2 separate regions of the Bos taurus genome follow, and region 2 is linked to region 1. Evidence: chromatin contacts called from public Hi-C data. All regions are on one chromosome and are shown on one strand. The core of a region is the stretch at or near the end of the contact, and the rest is flanking DNA. Distances in the headings are between cores, read along the strand shown.

Region 1 (4,305 bases), core at 1,472-3,971:
CAGTCAGGCCTCTGAGCCTTAAGCTTTTTAAAGTGTGATCCACAGTAAGAAATATGCCTGACATTGCAACCCTATATATATGCACACACTGCTTACATAGAACTGAAGTACGTTTCTTGATCCAATATCTTTCTCTACTACATGCACGGCAATCCACTGATATGTTCTATTTTACATTTCCTGCGACTTCCCCTTTTGAAAAATGCTCGCAGCAGCCCACTAAGTAGATTATGCAACCCACTGATGGGTGTGACCTGAGTGTGAAAAACTGCTGCCACTGTCCCTTGAGGACTCCACCTGACACGCAGGAGACATCTTGTTTCCCTCCACGTTTGCTTTTCGTTGGTCCCCCCAGGCTTACAGAATCCAGTTGAGGCCCTCACAGGGCTGTCAGGCCTGCTCCTTGCCTCTCTCCCATGGCATCTCTCACCACCTGAGTCCTTTCTGAACAACTTTCCCTATGTCAAGTCTTGGCACAGGCTTCCCTCACTGCCTTTAAGAGCCCTTCCCCTGCTACTGCTGCTAAGTCACTTCAGTCGTGTCCGACTCTGTGCGACCCCATAGACGGCAGCCCACCAGGCTCCGCCGTCCCCGGGATTCTCCAGGCAAGAATGGGTTGCCACTGCCTTCTCCCCCTTCCCCTACACATCCTTAAAAAAAACACCTGTGTCTTTACACATCACTTTCGATATCACCTCCTCCTTGCAGCCTTCCCAGGCCCTCCTGACTGTGTAGCTCTTGCCTCATGTTAAGTTCTCTTTCGAAGCAAGCATGACACTGCGGTCATTTCCCATTTACAGGCTGACCCCCTTTCGCACTTTGCACCCCCTGAGGGCAGGGTTCCTGTCTTGTTCCTGAAGCTCAGCCTGGGCATACAGCATGTGCTCAGCAAATGCCCTCACTTGTTCTGGGGGGTTCTCTAGATCACAAGGAAAATCAGTAGCTGCCAGGGAAGCAAATTTAGAAATGAAAGAGGATAAAAAGCCAAAGGTGACCACTCGGGAAGTCACATGAGTCCCTCCTGCAGCTTTTATGCATGAAACAGATTCCTGGGGACTTTGAGCTTGGAGCCATAAAAGGACAGAAGCTCAATTCCTTGCCTTCCGGAAACCTCTGGTTTCTGACAAGCAAGCAAGCAACATTATAAATTTTGATCCCCGTTTGTAAGATTGACAATGGAGACTAAGACCTGGGAGATAGAATAAGAATCACAGCAATCTTCCCTAGTCTGTCCAGAGCTTCTGAAGAGCCAGGAAGGGCATGAAGCACAGGGCACCACAGGCTCCTTAGAGACTTCTTGTCTGGGGGCTGCTACTGAAGGCAGAGTTCACCTTCAGGGGACTGCGCACAGCCCCCCTCCTCTATAAAGTCACACCTTCAGTTTCAAACAGCATCTCCCAGACTCCTATCATCTACATGCCACATCCACACTTTTGGCTACTAGCTGTACACCATTAGTGTTACTGCTTTGTGCAATACTTTTCTTAATATCTTCTTTCTTTTTACTTCAGTAGACATCCCACCTTCATCAAACATACCTGAAATCATGGATTTGGTGTACAAGTTGTTTGGCTTCAGGTTTCGCATTTCTTTTTTGCTAACAAATATTACATACAGAAGTACTTTTTTTTTTCAGAAGTACTTTAAAAACCTTAGTCCGTGTATCACTTACAGCCATTTGTGTGCCACTAGAGGTATTAAGGTGGGACCAGCGGCATTAGCATCAGGGGAACTTGTTAGAAATGCAAATTCTGAGGATCCCTACTCCAGATCTGCTGGGTCAGAAATTCTGCTGTGGAGTCCAGCAATCCATGTTCTATCAAACTCCAAGAGGGTCCCAATGACATTCAAGTTTGGGAACCACTGATTTAGTCGATTCCTCAATGCCTTCCAGTTCTCCTATGCTAAGCAATCAGGTTCCAGGAGGAACAACCTGACATGGAAACCCTGGCTTTGCAGCCAGATCCTAAATCTGCAATCTTAGGAAAGTGAGGTAGCCAATCTGACTTCTAGTCTCCCTGTCTGCAGGAGGATTCCTCATTTGCTCCCAGTGCTGTCAGGAAGACGAATATATGTGAAGCCCTGAGGACAGCAGGCATGTGGTATAGACTTACTGAGTATTAGCTATCTTCCCTATTTTCCTTTCTAATCTGGGTCCTAAAGGTCACATTACTTATGTTTTAATTTGCCACATTATTTTGCACGGAAGTTCAGAAGCTAATGAGTAGAGGGGGAGGAAGTACCCAAGGGGCTGCTCCAGTTTTGTGTCCATCTTTCTCCTTCCATCAGCCCCGCCCACAGGGGACACAAGAACAGGACTCCCTGATAGGCAGACCACACCCAGGGACAGGCTGGGAGCCCCAAGCCCGAAAGCAAGAGTCTGCAGCAGAAGCCCTTCAAGCCCACTGAGGACTCTGCCTTGGAGAAGGACCCAGAGGTGGACAGCAGGGGCAGCTGAGAGGAAAACCACACGGCCACCACTATTAGAAGAGTGAGAAAAGACGCATGAATTCTCAGAAGACAGGAAACGGCTGGCTCTGGGAACTCAGCTGCGGGAGAGCTCTGCTGGAGCAGCTGGGCCACAGGCTGAGGAAGGCTGGACCCTGGGGCTGCCCAGGGCCCCTTTGGCCCAGAAGAAGCCAGGAGTGCCCCGGACCTGTGGGTGATTTTCCACTCTGTGGGCTACCTGCCAGCCTCCTCCCTGGCAGCCTGGCCAAGGCTGCTACCAGGAGGCCAGAGCCAACAAGGACTATGATCCCTTCTTCCCACTGCAAGGCAAGGACTGTCCTCTCTCTGCCTGTAGTTTCTATATCATCAACACTCAGAAAGTACTCCCAGGTCAGCAGTACTGGCATTGCCTGGGGATTTGGGAGAAATGCAGACTCCCAGGGATCCTGTTTCTCCCAATACACACACAATTTAGGAATAAGCACTGTATTTTAACAAGATCTTGTGCTCCCAAAGTTGTATATTTTTATTGTTTTCAAATCTGTAAGGGAACTGGGCATCTAAATAAGCTTCCAAGAATTTTTTAGCAAAGTAATCACCCTTAGGCATCTTTTGGGTAAGTTCCAATTTTTATTGAATGCAGATAAAGAGAAAAACCGACAAAGGTTCCGGTGGCCGGAGCTAGACAGGGAGAGACCCAGGCTCCTGGCCAATGCTGATCTGTTCTGAAATGTCAGGAATGCCCCTCTCCCTCAGCTCACCCCTCCAGGAAATGGGAAACAAGCTGGGGTCTCTCCCACCAGCCTGAATAATCCTGTCGCAGGTCTAAACTGATGATGCCAGGTAGAGCTGGGACTTTTCTGAACCCCGTGAGAGGCCAGTTTGAAAGATCTCTTTGTTCCAATCTCTCACATTGACCTTTCTGAGCAAAGCTGCCACTTTAAACAATATCCAATCAGGAGCCTCCAACAAACCCTGGCCCAGAATCAGGCTGCATGCAGACAAGCCAGGAGGCCATGGATTCCAACTCAAGCAAACCCTGGCTGGTCAGGAGCAGAGAGAAAGAGATGTGCGTGCAGTCATGGGTCAACGGAAACAACCTGTCTTAGAGTGGCCTGCAGGTGGGCTATGCAAGGAGGTGGCAAGCTCCCCAGGGCCCCTGGTCAACAGCAAGCAGTGGGGAGGATTTTGGAAAGCACTTTATCTCATTCAGTCTTTGCAACTTCTAATGAGGTTGGTGAGGGAAGCTTCATATTTCTGGGTACCAGCTCAATGCTTGGAACACAGGAGGCACTCAAGAAATTATTGTGGAATAAATCCATCCATTCTCCAAGGGGAAAATTAAAGCCCTGAAGACGCCTGCCTTTTCAGGCCATCACTCACGCAATGGAAAAGGTGGGCTCCCTGCAGGCACCAAGGGATTCAGATTTCACTCCCTTCTAGCTAACCAGACCCTCCAGAAAGACAACGGTGTTCTGACTTGGCACAGTTACACTTCCCTTTCCTGGCTATCTGACCTCCAGGACTCCCTCGACTAAGTCTTTTCAAAGGGCTCACGGCATACCAAGTACCTGGATATTGTCCGACTCAATGGACATGAGTTTGAGCAAGCTCCGGGAGCTGGTGATGGACAGGGAAGCCTGGAGCGCTGCAGTCCATGGGGTTGCAAAGAGTCGGACACAGCTGAGTGACAGAACTGAACTGGATACTGAACACCAACTACCTGTTCTCAACAGGCATCCAACTAGTACAGGGGGAATGAATTAAGAGACTGATGATAAATGAATAGCTCATTTATGGGCTTGCACGTAAGGAGCTCATGGTCTATAAATTTAGCCATGCTCCTGATTTATTCAA
Region 2 (4,234 bases), core at 347-2,846, 290 kb before region 1:
AGGCTCACCTTACCACAGGGCTGGGCACACAGGGCTGGCAGGAAATCCTTGCAGCTTAAAAGCAAGAGTATGGCTTTGAGTTTAGCAGGATTCTACTATGGAAAGTAGAGAGGAAGAAAGGAAAGGGAAAAAACATCTCAGACGCAGTTTGATAGGATGCTGTTGGGAGGAGAAGAAAAGGGATGGGCTCTGGAAAAGACCTGATGAAGGTCCCCTGGGCAGTGATGGGCAGAGGGAGGCAGCAAGACAAGGCTTGTCTCCTCTAGTCTCCAGGGTAGGCAGGGTGTGTGGGTGGATGGCAGAAGCAGGAGCGATAAATGGGGTTTCCCACTATTCTTCTGATCAAGGCCACCCTACTGATTATGGCTCCAGTGCCTGGTGGCCTGACCCCTGCCTACTGCTTTAGTGTTACCACCCCCAGTCTCGATTTCTGGGCACCAAAGTTCTCTATGAGATTCCACCTCAGAACCTTTGAACATGCTGTTCCTGTTTCTGGGAATGCCCTTTTTATAAAACTAACACTTATTAAGCCTATTCATTCATTGATGACTTCCCTGGCTCCTGTCTACCAGGTGGACAGCCCAGAGCCACACTGGCCCACCTTCAAAAGCAGTGAACATCTATTTCTTTTTGGCTGCACTGGGTCTTTGTTGCTGCGTGCAGGCTTTGCAGCGAACAGAGGCTACTCTGTAGTTGTGCTCGGGCTTCTCACTGTAGTGGCTTCTCTTATTGCGGGGCACAGGCTCTAGGGTGCATGGGCTTCTCAAATGGCACATGTGCTTAGATCCCCCTCGGCATATGGAATCTTCCCGGACCAGGTATCAAACCCACGTCTCCTGCATTGGCAGGCAGATTCTTAATCACTGGACCACCAGGCAATTCCAGCAGTGAACATATAAATACGTGCTATATGCACAGAGCCTAGGGGTAGCGCATCAACCAGCAGAGTGCTTGTGAGGCCCATGGGATCAGCCAGGAACACACTTCACCTTGTCTTGGGTGGGGTCAGCACCTTGAACCTTTCCTTCATGTCTTTGTTACAGTCTGTAATTATGTATCCGATGATATAATTTCTCCACTTAATAGTCAGCACCTGAGGTCAGGGCTTTTTTCTTTTTCTTTGTGCTGACCATTGTAGCTACGGCTTAGCCCTGGAGCCAGGGGTCTGGATGGAGCCTTCAATGCATTTGCTGAATGGAATCCTTCCTGCCTTGTTTTCTTTGAGCGCTGCCTGTCTGTGCAACTGGCATTTTGCTTTCAACTCATAATTCTTGGGGGTCGAGTGGGAGGGCTTGGAGGTCAAGGTCATGTCTAGAAAACTTATCAGGCTACTGAAAGTTGTGTTTTCTTCCTAGCTCATGGTTCCCACTAGGTTTGAGGTCCTCTCATACTGGGGACAACTGAGCCTGTCACTTGCTGGTGAGCATGAAGCATGGGCTCTTGTGAGAGGTGTGTGCTGGATGGGCCTGAGTTGTCAGCTCTGAGTGGGTAGGACTAAGGAGACTTCTAACCTGTGGGGTGTTGGGTGGGTAGGAGCAGGGCCCTGGCACCTGGAGGGCCTGTCATTCCCCATTTAGCCACCAAGAGGCACTGTTGCTCCATGGGGAAGAGCCAAGCTGTCCTGCTCTGGCCCTGTAGAGCAACCAGGTTCAAGTGATGACATCAGCTGGTATTTTCTGGGCACCACTGAGGTGGTAGGCACTAAGAATGCTCGAACTCCACAGTCATGAAACAGGTATGATGAAATCTATCTTACAGAAGAGTTGAGGCATAAACAGGATCACTTTCTCAATGTCAGAATTCAAAGCCTAACTAAATCCAAAACCCAGGGCCTTCCTGCCCCTCCCCTGCCCCTCACTCCCTTAGCCATTATGCCAAATCTCATCAAGCCTGTCCACATAGCAGCCACCTACCAGGGCTGTTGCCCACAGCACAAGCTTCTTTCTTTCAGTTGACTCAGTTTAGTCAATTCTGATTATCCAGATTAATATAGGGGCCACTGACTGGGGTGTACAATTTTAAACTGGGTTATTGAAACGCTTTATTTGAATCCAGAGACCATTACTCTGTGTGTGAGTTTGGGGGCTGAGGGTAGTGAGGGGGTGCGGACAACGAATTTGCTCGTCCAGAGCCCTTCTCCTGTTCTCATTCTACAATCCCTCCTCCTCCATCCCCACCAGCCCTCACACGGCTCTCAGAAAGCTTTCCTGCAGATTTGATCAGATGTCTCGTCTCACTATCATCCTTCTGTGGTCCCTGTACCTTCCAGGAAGAAGTCTCATTGCTTTGCCAGCACCCAAAATTCCTGAGCTGGAGCTTTCCTTAAGCGCCCCACTCACAAACATGTGTCCTTAGCCCCTGAGCCCTAGCCCTTCAGTGGCGCCAACTCTCTGAGGTAAGCAGGAACAAATGGATTTCCCACCAGGTGGTTGGGGAGATGAAATGACACCTGCGAAGCTGCCAGCACAGGGCTGACTGGTTAGCAACTGATAAATATCCCTTGCCTTCCCTTTCTCAGTCCTGGGAAATGTGTAAGGAAAATACAGCCTGCAAAGGCAAATTTAGGTGTATAAGGAAAGCTCCACGTGGTGCCTTCCCTGGGCAAACATTTGCAGACACAGGCAAATGTCATCAGGGTGGTATTTTGCTCAACCTGATGCTAGGGAAGGCATTTCCTGTACTGTTTTTTCTCCTGTGCCCATGGTGCCCAGCTCCTAGGTGATTCAAACACCCTCTGGATGCTAAACTCCTTGAGGGCGGGAGTAGGGCTATGAACCTCAGAGTATCTTTTTCGGCCTAAATAACACCAGGTCTCCACTGGTGTCTCCAAGAATGCCAGTTGGCTGATTAATTATTGACTAGGTGTGAGCAAAACTGGAGGGATGGGCAGGTTATTTCAGGGCATCATTGTCTGAAACAGAAATGGCATTGTTTTCAGAGGCTGCTGAAGCCCGGAAGACATATAGTACTTTCTTCTTCCTGTTGCAGAAGCTGGTGGTTGAAAACCACAAGGCTTCTATTTTTTTTAATTAATTTTTATTGGAGTATGGTTAATTTATAATGTGTTAGTTTCTGCTGTACAGAAAAATGAATCAGTTATATACGTACATATATCCATTCTTTTTTAGATTACTTTTCCATATGGGTCATCGCAGAGCATTGAGTAGAGTTCCCTGTGGTATACAGTAGGTCCTTATTAGTTATCTATTTTGTATATAGTAGTGTGTATGTGAATCCCAGTCTACCAATTTGTCCCACGCCCCTTCCCCACTTGGTAACCTTAAGTTTGTTTTCTACATCTGTCACTCTATTTCTGTTCTGTAGAAAAGTTCACTTGTACCATTTTTAAAAATGATTCCACATATAAGCAATATCACATGATATTTATCTTTCTCTGAATGACTTACTTCATTCAGTATGATGATATTGCAGGGACTTCCCCAGCGGCCCAGTGGTCAAGACTCAATGCTTCTGTGGCATGGATTCAATCCCTGGTTGGGGAACTAAGATCCCACATGCCACACGGCCAAAAAAAAAACAACACTATACACACAGGACAATCTCTAGGTTCATCCATGTTGCTGCAAATGGCATCAATTAGTTCTTTTTTATGACTAATATTCCATTGTATATATGGACCAAATCTTCTTTATCCATTTATCTATTGATGGAAATTTCGATTGCTTCCAAGTCTTGGCTATTGTAAATAGTGATGCAATAAACATTGGGGTGCATGTGTCATTTTGAATTATGGCTTTCTCTGGATATATGCCCAGGAATGGGATTGTGGGATCATATGGTAGATGATAGTGGCATCACTGACTCAATGAACCTGAGTTTGAGCCAGCTCCTGGAGATGGTGAAGGACAGGGAAGTCTGGCGTGCTGCAGTCCATGAGGTTGCAAAGAGTCGGAAATGACCAAGCGACTGAACAACAACAATGGTAGCTCTATTTTCAGTTTTTTAAGGATCCTCCACACTGCTCTCCATAGTGGTTGTACCAATTTACATTCCCACCAACAGTGTGGGAGGGTTTGCTTTTCTCCACACCCTCTCCAGCATGTATAGTTTGTAGATTTTTTGATGATGGCTATCTGACTGAGGTGAGGAAATACTTCCTTGCAGTTTTGATTTGCATTTCTCTAATAATTAGTGAGCATCTTTTCATGTACTTTTTGGCCACCTGAAACCACTTTTTCTTAGGGCTTTAGACTAAGAAAGCCATGAGTCTGAA

What was found. Hi-C and Micro-C count contacts between places; a contact is called where the count stands out from the background.
Region 2: a contact with region 1 is called in a Hi-C map of liver, with 4 times the contacts expected there. The contact joins two enhancer-like sites. A contact is called at or near these places in 3 of 11 Hi-C or Micro-C datasets (blood, liver and skeletal muscle).

What each region holds. Positions count from the first base shown.
Region 1 is chr11:29,447,922-29,452,226 of ARS-UCD2.0, reverse strand. The region is part of intron 5 of TTC7A (tetratricopeptide repeat domain 7A); the gene reads right to left. Among named protein-coding and RNA genes, the nearest start is that of TTC7A, 45 kb to the right of the region's middle. Within about 2 kb of position 2,721, at least 12 of the 102 cell types and tissues checked have an H3K27ac peak or open chromatin away from gene starts, as enhancers often do. A contact at or near this core is called in liver and skeletal muscle, where this site is marked.
Region 2 is chr11:29,741,458-29,745,691 of ARS-UCD2.0, reverse strand. No RefSeq gene overlaps it. Among named protein-coding and RNA genes, the nearest start is that of EPCAM, 39 kb to the left of the region's middle. Within about 2 kb of position 1,596, at least 18 of the 102 cell types and tissues checked have an H3K27ac peak or open chromatin away from gene starts, as enhancers often do. A contact at or near this core is called in liver and skeletal muscle, where this site is marked.